Linked DNA regions of Anas platyrhynchos: region 1 is linked to region 2. A link is a contact called in public Hi-C data. All regions are on one chromosome and are shown on one strand. The core of a region is the stretch at or near the end of the contact, and the rest is flanking DNA. Distances in the headings are between cores, read along the strand shown.

The links. A called contact is a pair of places that touch in the nucleus more often than the background predicts.
Region 1: a contact with region 2 is called in a Hi-C map of liver, with 4 times the contacts expected there. The contact joins two enhancer-like sites. A contact is called at or near these places in 6 of 8 Hi-C or Micro-C datasets (F1 follicle, F5 follicle, liver and 2 more).

Annotation. Positions count from the first base shown.
Region 1 is chr2:23,578,716-23,582,634 of IASCAAS_PekinDuck_T2T, forward strand. PTDSS1 (phosphatidylserine synthase 1) reads right to left here. Exons shown (of 13, transcript XM_021277264.4): 10 at 2,979-3,078; 11 at 2,048-2,116; 12 at 1,465-1,534; 13 at 1-158. The coding sequence ends at 46. Among named protein-coding and RNA genes, the nearest start is that of PTDSS1, 23 kb to the right of the region's middle. Within about 2 kb of position 1,561, at least 1 of the 8 cell types and tissues checked has an H3K27ac peak or open chromatin away from gene starts, as enhancers often do.
Region 2 is chr2:23,183,723-23,187,427 of IASCAAS_PekinDuck_T2T, forward strand. It overlaps LOC140001694 (a long non-coding RNA gene), which reads right to left. Exons shown (of 5, transcript XR_011807184.1): 5 at 3,488-3,705. Among named protein-coding and RNA genes, the nearest start is that of MTDH, 20 kb to the left of the region's middle. Within about 2 kb of position 1,734, at least 2 of the 8 cell types and tissues checked have an H3K27ac peak or open chromatin away from gene starts, as enhancers often do.

The sequences.
Region 1 (3,919 bases), core at 311-2,810, 390 kb after region 2:
TTTGTCATCTCTAATCACATCGTAGAGTATCTTCAGGCACCTTTCTTACTTCTTGCCAATTCCATTCGTTACTTTTGACTTGGAGTGCCGATTCCTCCTCCGAGATGAGTGGCTTTCACTATTGACTGTATGTTTTGGTGGGCTATTGTCAGCACCTGCTGAGAAATAAAACACTTTTTGACTATCTGACATTGACAAGTTCTTGTCTGAAAGACAGTGAAGGCTTTCTGAAGCTACAGCATTTACAGTATAGAGTAGTTCAAGCTAATACAAACTGGTACTCCTACTCCATCTAGTGGCCTAATTACAAAAAAGAATGAAAACAAATTTAAGAACTGTAAAATTCCTCCTCTTACAAGAGATTTCAGAAGTTTCTCACAGCCAAATATAGTGGTGAAGCATCTTCTATTTTGAAATGACATCAATAATTCAGATCTCTACACTTTTTTTTTTTTTACTGGCAGAAGTTTTGTTACTATCAGAATTGAAGAGCTATGAGACTGAAGTCACAGATTCAGTCTTTCTTGACAGGCAGCGTTTGACTCCGAGAAAGCAAAGGGAGGCAATGGGGACTGAAAGAAGGATCCAAGAGCAAAACACGGAAGAGGTTAAGTTCACAATTAACGAAGAAACAGATAAAGTCAGAGAACAAATATTTACTTGGCTAGATTTCTCCAGTGTGTATAAAGGAGAGAAAAGGAGAGACTTCAAGTGCAAGCAATTTTTCTTCAAATAAAAGTCCACAAATGCACTAAGCGAAGAATAAGTTAATATCTGCATATAGAGAAATCACATTTGGTATATAAAAGCTCAATTGTAGATGTTTTTAAAGTATATGGTAAATAAGAAATATTTTAATGATACTAACACATCTGGAGCGTAAGCTCTGACAGGTCACCTCCAGATGTGAAGCTTGATTTTTTTCAATAAGCCCACACTAAAGAGTAAGAGGAAGAGTAAATTAACTGACCTCTAGTGTAGGGAAAAGAAGTTAGAGGTGGGCTGCCTCTAAGTACAGAAGAAGCTGTTTATGACTATCAGTGCTGCACTAACTAGGCAAGTGTCAGCAAGAACATAAGCTCCAGGGCACATACTTTACTTTCTTAAAAAGGAGGAATAGAAGTATAATTTGCACTCATATTTAAAACCAAACATGCAATGTTTAGGTAGAAAACCCATCCAGAACACTTATGAAATATATAACGTCCTAAACCTCCAAGAATGATCTGGAATAGTAGGGGAAAAAAGAAACTGCTCCATGAAAAAAAATACATACATTTCTTAGAATTGGAAGAAAAAAAGGCAGTAAAACCAAATAGCTTTGTAGATGATTTATCTGCATAGCTCCTGCAGGGATGTTAAAGGAAGTCCAGCTGTCTCCCAGGTAAGTTTCTCAAGCCTTATTTCCTAATGCTAAGCATTAAAGCTCCCCCTTTAATAACACACATGTATAAGTGCCGATACCTCTGCTGAATTTAGAATGAAGCCAGGAAGCATCTGGACTGTACGGGCTGTCTTCACTTTCTGATAAGGTCTGCAAAACACAAGAGGGACACACGTCATTGGGATGCTGATTCCTGAGACCAGCACAGGCTTGTAGATTGAAAATGTGGCAGAAGTCCTGATAAAACATACAACCAGCACTTCAGATGTTTCCCTCCATAGTTAAGAGGTACGACATAGATGGTGCAGTAAGAATTCACCACTTGCCAGGTGATCTGTTGTGTAACCCAGTATTCTTAATATTCCCCTAGCATTCCACCTGTACAATGGGGACAGCAGCTGACCATTCGTCCCTGAATGCTTTGCCAAAATTACAGCCTCGTTTTGGGTATCCAAGAGGACAACATTCTTTAGAAACCACAGTTTAAGCTGGGATCTGTCCAAGGCTCACTGAATTCAGAGTTCTTTCTATTGACTTCAGTTAAGGCTCCAAACCATCCCCCCTCTCCCCCATGTATGTTAGTTCTGGTAAAGGATCCTAACATCTAGTAGCTTTGTTGTTTCATTTTGGTATAAAACAAGACCAGGCATCCTAGTAAAGTACCTTTTCTCGGTGGCCGTAGTATTCTGCGTACCAAACCATTCCATATAAACACAGGAAAGTTGTAAAGGCCTAAACAAGGAAGGAGAGGAAAAAAAAAAGTAACTACTTATTTATTTATTTTTCCCAAATTCCTTGCTGGTTCAAAGTCTTTGAATTCCTGGAGATTCCATGTTTGGAGACTTTCACGCTCTGTTTCTCTCTGCATCTTTTTCCACATCAATTAACACTTGGACTCCAACTTTAGGATACACTAAATAGCAGAACAATCAATTCCAACTTCCTATCACCTGTTCGAACTGTGTTCCCAGTCAGAAGGGAGAAGCATTTAACTGTCACAGCCCAGAAGAAATGCCTTAGTTTTCATTAAAATGTGTTTGGCATCAGAGTTACAAGTTGGGCAAGACTAACTAACGTGTTTGCTGTTGTAAAATGGGCATTTCAAGCTGCATTTGCAGTAATTACACTGAAGTGCAGAAAGCTGCAGGCTGAGTGAAAACAATTTGCCTGATAAAGCAGGGCTTCTGCAGTTGTAAGACTTCAGTGTGAAGCAACATGCATTACTTATTAATGCTATTCATTAACTCCTGTTCTCTTCCAGAGGGCACCATCGGAAGCAGCTCCCAGATTATCCTCAACTGAACTGTCATTTTCTCTCATAAGGCTAAGATCTATAACCACAGTTTGTTTCTTTGTTAAGTACTGGTTAAGTGACTACATTCTACTAGGTCAAGAACTAAGGAAAAAGTTATTCTTATCTCTTCAGAGTAGTTCTAAACGATCTCATATTTGCTCTTCCTGGGACATGCATGAAGTTCTTTACCAGCATTCCCTCACAACGATCCCCTGCTGCCAATGTTCCAGAGAGGAAGCTATTTGGATGCTTTCAATGCCTTTGCTGTGCCTTATGTTTCACATGAGAAATCTCACTTACCACACAGAGAAGCCAAAACACAACATACAGGATTTGTGTTTTGGAGAAAAGATCCTGTCCAAACTTTATGCACACAATAGCTTCAAGAAAAGCAATAACCCTGTGAGTGAATACAAGAAAAAGGGAAGAAAAAAAAAAGTGATTACAAACACAAAGGACTTAACTCTCATGTCTACAGCCCAGGCTCGAGATGGTCAGCTCTAAACAAGCACTACTCTCTAGCGAGCACACATCTCCCCAACAACAGCATTAACTCAAAGTCTTTGGAAAATTTATTGTTCATTCTTTATTTTTCTTCAGCATAAACAGCCCACAGAAAATGCTAAGCTAGTAGGCCACAATTCCACAAGCCTTTGCTTGTCCAAGGAACAAGCAGGAATGTGTGCCAATAGCTGAGAATTTCTGTTTATACCTACCACTGTGCTTCAGCCCTCACCAGATAGAAATGTCTTTTGCATGCTGAATGACCAATAGACTCCCTGTTGGGTGAGCTAGAACTACGCTTTGGATATTTCTCTGCAGGACACAAATTTACTACAGTTCTAATAGGTTACTTTGCTCACTTCAGAAGTATTTTAATGACAAAAACAACATGAAACAGTATTCCAAATTCTCTGAGAGCCCACACATTTGCTCTGGTTTACATGTAAACCCAGGTCCACGCTGTAATATTAGAGGATTTGTGGAGAAATGTGAGAGGAAAAAATTGCTGTATTTACTTTCCTAGCCAACATTGTAAGAATAAAACCAAGCTCCATCTCTCCCTCATCACCAGGTATTTACATCTTGTCAGGCTCAAAGCTATGGAGTCCTCTCTGCCACTTGGGGGTGGAACGAAGGGGCTATAAATCCAAAGCTTCCAACTCTTGGTGTTACTCTGTTTTTTCCAGCAGATTACAGCAACAAGCAGCATGAAAAATACTTGCGCTGTGCACACTTTC
Region 2 (3,705 bases), core at 484-2,983:
TGAAGACATTTCATAATTCTGAGTCTCTTGTGAGCGTAACACTACTCTTCCTTAAGCCATCCAGTCTGTCGTGGTTGCCTGTTTTACCACCTGCACCTTAGGGCTGGGATATCTTTTCTAACTGGATTTCTGAGGATGACTCTTCTCTTTGAAGGAAGATCTCAGATATGAAACCTGTGGGACAACTGAGCATGATACAAATCAGCAGAATCATGGAATTGCATGAAACAATCTTTCTGCCCAAGCAATCTCTCCAAGCAACCTTCCCCAGATTCTCTGTGCAGTTGTAAAGTGTTTCTTCTTAATGTTTAATCTTGTTTGAATCTCTAAGACTTTAGCTGCTTGTAGTTACTATGTTGTGCAAGCAGCTATATAAACATTTGCTCTTATTATTTAATGTTTTTCCTTCTCCTTTTCCATTTGGTCTTCTCCCAAATTAGACTGCAAGTCTCTTAGGGCAGGGGCAGCATCCAGCCCTGTGTTTCTGCAGGGCCTGTTACTAGCAGATTGATAGGTTTCTATAGCTGTGTGTACATGACTCAAGACCTCTTAAGTATCTTGGTGTGTGGGCTGGTTGCTGCCATCACACTTTTTCTCTGAAAGACCTTATAGTGAAGAGTCATCTCAGCACCCTGCACAGTGATGAGAGAAGTCCTTCAGAAGAGCCCTGAGTCAGAGGCACAACAGCAACACTGCTTAGCTGATGATGTGACAGTTTATCATCGTGTGGAAATGCTGGTGTAGTGAGCCCAAAGGTCAGTCAGAAGGTTCTGGGCCTTCATAGAGGTGGCTTTCATCTTCACTTGACCCACCAAGGCTCTGCATTCCTGTCACAGCAGAAAATCGGTATGACACTGCTGCTGGGAAATCCTTCCTGACCCTGCCAGATAACCTAGGAGAAAGCTACAGCCTCTTCCTACTTCCATATCCATATCCATGTTGAGAACTGAGATGAAAATCCTGATCTTCATGAAAATACAGCAGAAGGACTTGGCATTTGCATATGACCAAAATCTGTGACTCTGTAGCATGCTGATGGGGATTTCTGGTGTGGACTGGGGATCCTCCAAGGGCTTCCTGGGCAGAAGCAGCTGCTGGTCTGAGATGTGCTTATGAAAACCAGTCTCTGTTTGCAGATTGAGAGGTTGGAAAACCAGTTGGAAAGCTCTTTAGGGTTCTGCATAGCTTGGTGGCCCAGGGTCTCCCCAGGATGTGCAGAGGCTCACCACCACTGCAGTGGGACATCCCTTGACCTCTCACAGGGAGCTGGATCAGGTGGATCCCAATTTAGCAGAAACACAAATAGTTGGGTGCTGGTTTAGCTCCCTGGCCTGGTTCATTATAGGGTAACAGAGAGAATCAGTGCAAGAGAAGGTATGAAAAAAAGCAGCTCCAGAAATTTGGGGGAGACGAGAAGTTTTTCTTGCCCTCTTCAGCAGCAGCTGGCCAGATGTGCTGCACAGATACTGAGCCTGTGCAGCAGCTAAAGCAACCTACAGGGGACCCTATTTGTCCTCATTTTAACTCCCTGTCCTCCCCAGCCTTCCCCTCAAACTGGACAGCAGGAACTCTTGTCCAGTCTGTGCTGTACAGACAGCACGCAGCTTTTACCTCTGATGCAACACATCCTGACACGAATAGACACAAACTGCATTCCTTTGCCTCTGCTGTACGTGGATCTAAGAATCAACAACTCTTGTTATTTGTGCTTGTCACAGGGTTGGAGTCAGATAAAACTGGCATCTGAACGCTCTTCCTAGAAGGAAAAGAAATGTGAGATCATTCCTGTAGCTGGTGGGTGGTGGTGGCTAATACTTGAAGTTACGACTATCTTTTGTGGCTGAAACAGTAGTCATTGTGGCTCCATCTTTAACCTTTGAACAATAAACATGATGGAAACAGACAGTTCCAGAAATCCACAGTGGCAAGTCCAGGCTCCCTGAAGTGAGCTGAAAAGAGAGAAATAAAATTGTGCCTGAAGTATCACAACACAGAGAAAACAGAATGAACCCAAAGTCCACTGAAAACACATTTGCTGGTCCCCAGCTTGGACTTCTTCCAATGGATACAGAGCCACTCAGAGTACAAGGGTCATCTCCACTTCTGTGCCACCAGCATCTGGAGGAGCTTTCAACCTCCCAGCTCTCTGGAGCTGGTGCTGGTGCCCTGACACAGTTAACTAAGTTGCCTAAAAGACCACCATCCATACAACCATACCACTACTGATCCTAACCTACTGATGGCACTCATTCTTTCATTCATTTCCAAGATCTTCCTGCAACAACTGATGTGTCCTTTCCCACCCTGTGTCCCCTTCACTTTCCTGATTCCAGTTCTCCATCTTCTCCGTATGCAACCAAGAACAAAGCAATGAAATGAAAGTATTTGCCTTTATCCAAACTTTCTTTTAAAAGATAATACTCATTGCTTTAGTGCAAGAAGATCTTTAATACCGTAAACTGCTAAACATTTTAAAATGTTTCAGTGCCTAACATTGAGTCCACCTTCATTTGGGATACATGTATGGGGGTGGAACTGTGTTCTGGTACACAGAGTTTGTAATGTAAACAACGAGAAGCCAACACCAGCAGGATGAGCACAAAAACTCGTCACGCTCCAAAGCAACTCCACTTTGTATTTCCATTTTGTAATCCCTAGCTTTTTATCTTTCATCTCGTTTCTAAATTCACTTATTCGATCTGCAAGCACTTACACTTTTCATAGTTCTCCACATGGAGAACACATGACTGAAAGACTGGAGGCTGAGGCCCTGATCCTTTGAGATGGTACCCACACATACTTAGCATTGAGTGTTGCAGGAGGTCTTGGAAAAGTGCACATTTTTACAGGATTGTGGCCCTAAAATGTAAGAGCTTCAGATTGGGGCACGTGTGTTCCATTTGTTTTGAAAATGCTATGGTGCTGTGCAGTTAAATAGAAGTGATCTGTGAGAGTGGTCACAGCATTGCTATTCGTGAAGTAATCACGGTCATGTTTTCCTTATAATGCTATATTTAACCAATACCCCTCATTAAACTATGCTGTAACTTCTGGTTATGTTTTGAAAATAATACCCCTTGCAAGAAGTATTCAGTGGCTCTTGCTCATTCCTTACAAAGTGCCAGTGAATTTGGGCAGCAGGATAAAGGGCAGGACTGGTATCTAGAAAGCATCAGAAAGCCCAATGCTACCTACACAAACATGCTGTTACATGAAGGCCTGGGTTGTCTTTGTTCTGCAAGTTATGAGCTCATGTGTCAACATGGGAAAACAGATGTTTAGATGAAAAAAAAATAAAATAAAGAAAAAGCAGAATGAGGAACACATCCAAGTTCCTTTGGCTTTTGTTCAGGTGTTCCATGGACTGAGCTAATGGGGATCATGTGGAGTGGCTGATTATCATTGGAGTCAGATGGTTGTCTCGTAACTGAAAAAAGAAAAGAAGCAATTTTACTCTGTATACACACATCTTTGATTTACTGCTGTGCTTAGTTAAATTAGTCTTTCACTGTTTATTACGAGAAGGGTAGAAGTTAATTGACAGAGTGAATTTAACATTTTTTTCTGTGGAAGAAAAAGTCGTGTCATGGCGTTAGTAGAAAATCATCAGATCTCTTCTGTTCCTCTGTCACGCTGAAAGGCCTGATGAGGGCTTTGCTCCTCAGGTAGTCATCTGTGTAAAACCTTCTGCACTTTTCAGTGTAG